2 separate regions of the Mus musculus genome follow, and region 2 is linked to region 1. Evidence: chromatin contacts called from public Hi-C data. All regions are on one chromosome and are shown on one strand. The core of a region is the stretch at or near the end of the contact, and the rest is flanking DNA. Distances in the headings are between cores, read along the strand shown. Region 1 holds the start of Cpt1a (carnitine palmitoyltransferase 1a, liver). Region 2 holds the start of Lgals12 (lectin, galactose binding, soluble 12).

What was found. Hi-C and Micro-C count contacts between places; a contact is called where the count stands out from the background.
Region 2: a contact with region 1 is called in a Hi-C map of olfactory sensory neurons, with 4 times the contacts expected there. A contact is called at or near these places in 1 of 39 promoter capture datasets (cranial neural crest) and 1 of 484 Hi-C or Micro-C datasets (olfactory sensory neurons).

The regions. Positions count from the first base shown.
Region 1 is chr19:3,321,968-3,324,660 of GRCm38.p6, reverse strand. Cpt1a (carnitine palmitoyltransferase 1a, liver) reads right to left here and starts at 1,360. Exons shown (of 19, transcript NM_013495.2): 1 at 1,287-1,360.
Region 2 is chr19:7,605,868-7,608,560 of GRCm38.p6, reverse strand. Lgals12 (lectin, galactose binding, soluble 12) reads left to right here and starts at 1,368. Exons shown (of 10, transcript NM_001356574.2): 1 at 1,368-1,434; 2 at 1,738-1,899. The coding sequence starts at 1,831.

The DNA.
Region 1 (2,693 bases), core at 111-2,610:
TCCTCCCCACACCACAGTCCTCTGCTTTAGGTCCTCACTGAGTCCTGAGTCGACCGACTAGGAAGGGGGTGGTGGTGATGTATGCTTGCTGGCACAAATAAAAGGCCAAAGCTGTGTTTTAGTCATTTGGCTTGTGGTTTTGACAGTGATAAACACGCTTGAATATCAGGAATGACCAGAAACCAGACGCCTGTGCAACAAAATGCTGTAACTAAATACGCGTTCCGAAAGGCTTCTAAACTCACTTTCATTTTATTTGCGAACTTCCAAAGTTAGCAGTTTCCGACTAAAATCTGTTTTTGGACAACTATTTAAATGCACGGAACGAGAGTCGGCCCAGAGCTGAGAGTACTGAGCTTGATTGTATGTAGCCTGGTTCACACTAGGAACTTTTTAACTCCTTAAAAACTTGAGCGTTCATCTGTGTTCTGTGACATCAACGAAAACCAGACCCGATTCACAATAAGATGAAGAAAAACGAAGGGTACCCGCTGTTACCGCACAGCCTGGTTGCCCAGACCGTGCTGTCCGGCTGTCCCAGGCCAAGTTCGCTCAGGCCAGGTCACGTGACGCCCCCACCCTCCCGGGCTCTGGTCCCGGCGCGACCTTGGGCAGTCTCTGACACCCACCTGCCCTTGAACCCCGGGCAAAACCGCGGTGAGGGGTGCAAAACACTTAAGTCTCTGCGCCAAGGGTGTGTCCCGAAGGCTATACTGCAGGGACCCGCACGAAGAGAGGGCACCGGCCACCTGCCAAGTCCCCTGTGCGAGCATCCTTCCTACTGCCGAGCCCGACCCTCACGGACCCCGAGAACCAATCCACCTGCAGAGTAGCGGGTGGAAAGAGCCTGGAGAACGCTCGGCGTCCACACTGGCCCCAAGCCACCCGCGGAGTGGGGAGTGAGCAGGGGTCAGAAAGGGAGTTGACACTCCTACTGGTCAGGGACCAAGGAGTCACGCCTAATCATAAGCATCTTTCACAGAGCAATGAAGACCCCAAACCCACGCGGTGAGTGAATCCACCGTGGGGCGGGACACCACGAGCCGAGGTCCCACGCGTCCCGAGTGGAGGCATTTTGCCCAGTCTGGGGACCAAGCATCTTTCCTCCCGTCCCGGGATCCCCCAGATCCGTCACTGCGCGGGGGAGGGAGTGCCCTCTGCTTCTCCAATGCGCGGCTCACGCGTACCCTACGGGCACAGTCTGGGTCTCCCTCCACACTCTTAAGAATGACACCCGCGCGCCCAGCCCAGGGCGGTGCCGCAGCGCTGCCCTCGCGGTGTCTTACCGAGTCTGCAGACGGCGGCGGCGGAATGAGCGAGCGGAGTCCGGGCCGGGGCGGGCGAGGCCAGGCTCACCGACGCGCGCCGCGGGTGATTGGCTGAGCCCAGCTGGGCTGCAGCGCGGGCAGGACGGGGCGGGGCCTGGACGGGGCGGGGCTGCGGGGAGGAGGTCAGTAAGGAAACTGAGGCTAAGTCCCGAGCTTGCCAACGGCAGACCTAGGACAACATTCCTTACCCTGAGAGCCTCAGTTTCTTCATATACAAAAGGGACCAACTCATTAAAGCCATGTCCAAAACAGCTCTTTGCACCATACTTGGCTTACACTCGCGGTTTACACTAATCCGCCCGTAAACTTCTCTGCAACCCTGCGGGAGTTATGCTGATTTTGCTCCAGACTTTTGGTTTGTTTGGTTGTTTGGTTGATTATTTTTTTTTTTAAAAAAGGGGAGTGGGACGCTTGGGGTGGTGTTGGGAAGAACGGCTTGTCTAACATCAGAGAATGAAGAAGTAAGCTCAGGTTCCAAGTTTGAGAACAGATGTTTGACATCCGGGGGCAGGTTGGCGCCAGAGGCCAACACACTCATAGTCTCCCTGGGATAAAATCGTCAGGGGGCGGGGGAACCCTCATCTGCGGAACAATTAGGGTGTGTGGGTAGCTCACAATGCCGTGCATTCCTTGCCTGTGTAAGGTCCTGGATTCAAGTCTCTGCGCCCAAAAGCAACGGAATCGAAGTACTCTTTGAACGCTGAGAACGAATAGGTGTCAATAGGGGAGTGATTGGAACCTCGGACAGAGTGGCTTCTGGAGGGGGATCGCTGGCAGCACACGGGGAACGAAGGTTGCAGGGTGAGTTGTGAACAGGGTGTAGAGAAGTCGGGCCAGACATGGCAAAGCACTCTACCCGCCAGATGGGGCGCCCTCCCAGGCTGCAGCTCCAGGCCCTGCGTGTAGCAAGCTCTCCATAAATGCGCTGAAGAAGGAAGAGTCGCAGCTCTGAGGTCAAGCACGCCTGGTCATGGAAGAGCCCTGTTTGCCTCCATCTTTCTCTGCCTTGCCGTGGAAGGGTTCCATAGAGAAAATGAAAGTTCCCCTTGATCCCGCCCCCAACTGTAGTTAACTGTTGCTGTATCTCATCTCCCCCTACACCTCTATTATTTAAAAGGACAGGCGATTGTTGGGTGTAACTTTGAGATTTTTAGTTTATGTGAAGGGACTCATAGAGAATCGGGGTCTTTCACTTGCCTTCATTGTTCTGACACACCCAAACGCCTTCCATCTTCTTAAGCATCCTTATCTGAGCACCTGTTCCTGAGCGTGGAAGCAGAGACCAGTGTGACATGTGGCTGGCACTGCAGAGGTGCTATCTGGAAACACTTTCTGCTGTCCCCCGGGCCTCATCGGCCTCGATGG
Region 2 (2,693 bases), core at 119-2,618, 4.3 Mb before region 1:
TAAGCTGAATGGTGGTGGGCCAGCTGCCAACTTTGTCCATTCGTCCTGACTAGTTTTTCTCCTAATGTTCACACCCTCTAATTATTCCATCAAGTGTCCAGATGTTGTCAACTGACTCCCAGGTGAAGAAGGTCCCTTTCTTGGTCTGCGGAATGGATTCTTAAGGTATTCTGCAATCGTCCAAGACCCTCCCAGCAGAGACAACTGTATGAGAACAAGGCTGGCTGCCAACCCACAACAGAGGTCCCAGACAACACTTTGATCTTGAACTTCTAGAACAGAGACAAAATAGAGTTCTGTTGTTTACACCCCACCCAATCTGTTGTATTTTGTTATGACAACCCAAGTAAATGAGTGCACCCTCCTCCCTCATTTCCCAGCAGGGCTGATGTGGGGTGGGGGAAGGGCACCACTAGCCTTGGGGACCCAGATCTGACTACAGTGCAGGGCACTATAGCCTGGCTCAACTGGTCTCTCCACCTGCCGTTTCTCCTCCCCACTGTGGCGAACATATCTCTTTCTGAACACACCCAGGATTGGATTTCCCACAGAAACACCTTCAGCTCTCCTGCCACACCTACCCAGCCACAGCTGAACAAACTCCTTGCTTGGCACCCAAAGTGCTTTCAGTTAGAACCCAAGTCAGGGTTTCTCATTAATGCTCAGTAGAATTGCCTGCAAGGCCATTTCCTGGACTTCACTCCCAAAGAGCTTTCTCCAGTAGGTCCCGGGGTGGAGACGCCACAGTTCACCTTTCTGGCAAACTTCTAGGTGGGGAGATCAGGTGAGGTAGACCTGCCCAATCCCTCCGCCAGGCCCCTCACATGGCGCTCTTATCCCTGGAACGACTGTACCAACACCCTGTGTAGCTGACATACCAGGAATTCCCTGCTGCCAAGTCTGACCCCATAGTTAGATCAGGAAACCTCCCAACGTAGGCTAAAGTTGAGGAGTTATGCTATTTTGAAAGAGGAACTTTAACTGGAATCTGAGCCAGGCCTAGAGGCCTCTCCTAAAACAGCAATATGGGTCCAGGCTCAAACACAAAGCCCAGCCATGGTCACCCTTGTGACACCGGGATGAACAAAGGGAGGCTCAAGGAGAAGTGACTTGTGGAAGGACACAGCATGTAAGAGCAGAGGCTGTGTTCCCTCTAGCCAGTGCTGCTTTGTCTGAGACCAAGGGAGCCCTCCTCTGCCTGGCCTTTGTCACTCCACTTTCTTGTGACCCTAGCTGGTCCCTGGCATTTGCAGCTAATGCTGAAATGGCCTCAAGGGACTGAACAACTTGGGGGAAAGGGGAAGAGAGGGGAAAGCAACCAGGGAATGAATGCGGGAGGAGCCAGGAACCTGGGGGCGGGGCCTCTTAAGGAACCTGCACACGTGTACCACCAGCAGCAGCAGCTTCCCTTCCTACTATCCGCTGAAGGCCCAGGTGAGCCCCAGGAAACAAAAGCCCTCGCTGAAATGAGCCGGCCCTAGGCTTCCCTTTGAAGTGGCCAAGTGCTTCAGACACAGACACAGATGGGCTAGTTAGCAAGTCCATGAGTGAGTGCCAGCTACCCGCCCCTGGACGCGCGGGAGTTTCTGCTAGCAGGTCCAGTCCAGCAAAGCTGCTGCTGTACCATCATAGCGGGGGTTGATGTGGTTCCTAGAGGTGGGCCAGTGCCCCTCCCAGGTCGGCTCCAAGAAGCATTAGAACTCCATAGCGAACAAGTAAGACTAACAGCTTGGATAGCTGTTGCAGAGGCTGGGAAAAGTGAGTCCATTCCGTGGGGAATCGCGTTGCTGGAATCAGGATCAGAGGCTGAGTTGAAGTTGCCCCTCCCCCATGTCAACTGACGAACACCTGGACCCGATTCCTGACAGCTTCATCCTGCAGCCGCCAGTCTTCCACCCGGTGAGTAAGCGTAATAAAACGACCAATCAGCTAAATTCCAGCCTGCAAGTGATTGGTCGGGCTTCCAGGATCCTTGCCTATTCAATACGCCTCTTCTGGGATAGATGGCTAGAAGAATGGAGGTGGATTGCTATGAGGGACACTAATGACTAAGGGCAGCCCCTTCTCCAAGCCTGAGGGAAACCCTCCTAGTCAGGGAGAATGTGGATTCCTCTCTCCCTCCCCCTGTTCAGTGCCCAGGAGACTTTCTGAAGCCCAGCCACGTTTTCAGAAGGCCAAACTCCCAGCAGGCACTACCACTAATGAGCACTAATTATTACTTTCCCCTGCTTGGTTCTCTCCTCCTTAGAGACCTCCATCAGAGCAGTTAATTAACACATTCTGCCAAGAGCCTGGGAACTGGAAGCCACTGGGCTGCCTGCCAAGCTGCCATGCCATGTAGAGATCCTGGCCTCTGGCTCCTCCCCCACCCCCACCCCCGCCCCCCAGGTGCCTGAGCAACAGGGCTGAAGCACCTGAAACCTCCTAGGTCCCCACAGCCTGTTGCTTCGCAAGCTAAGACCGCCACCTGGAGGGCTCCTCGGAGTGGTCTGGGCTCTCTGATTGCCACTGGGAGTTGACAAGCCACCTATAAGGGCTGACCCTGTGACACTGCCCCAGGTTCCCCTTCCAGCTTGTCTGCACACCCTCTGTGGAGCACCCACTGTGCTGAGCCTGCTGAAGAGAAAGACAGGGCTCCAATTATCTTATTCAGTGATCCTAATGGAAAAACAGCCAGCCAGCTCCTGTACATG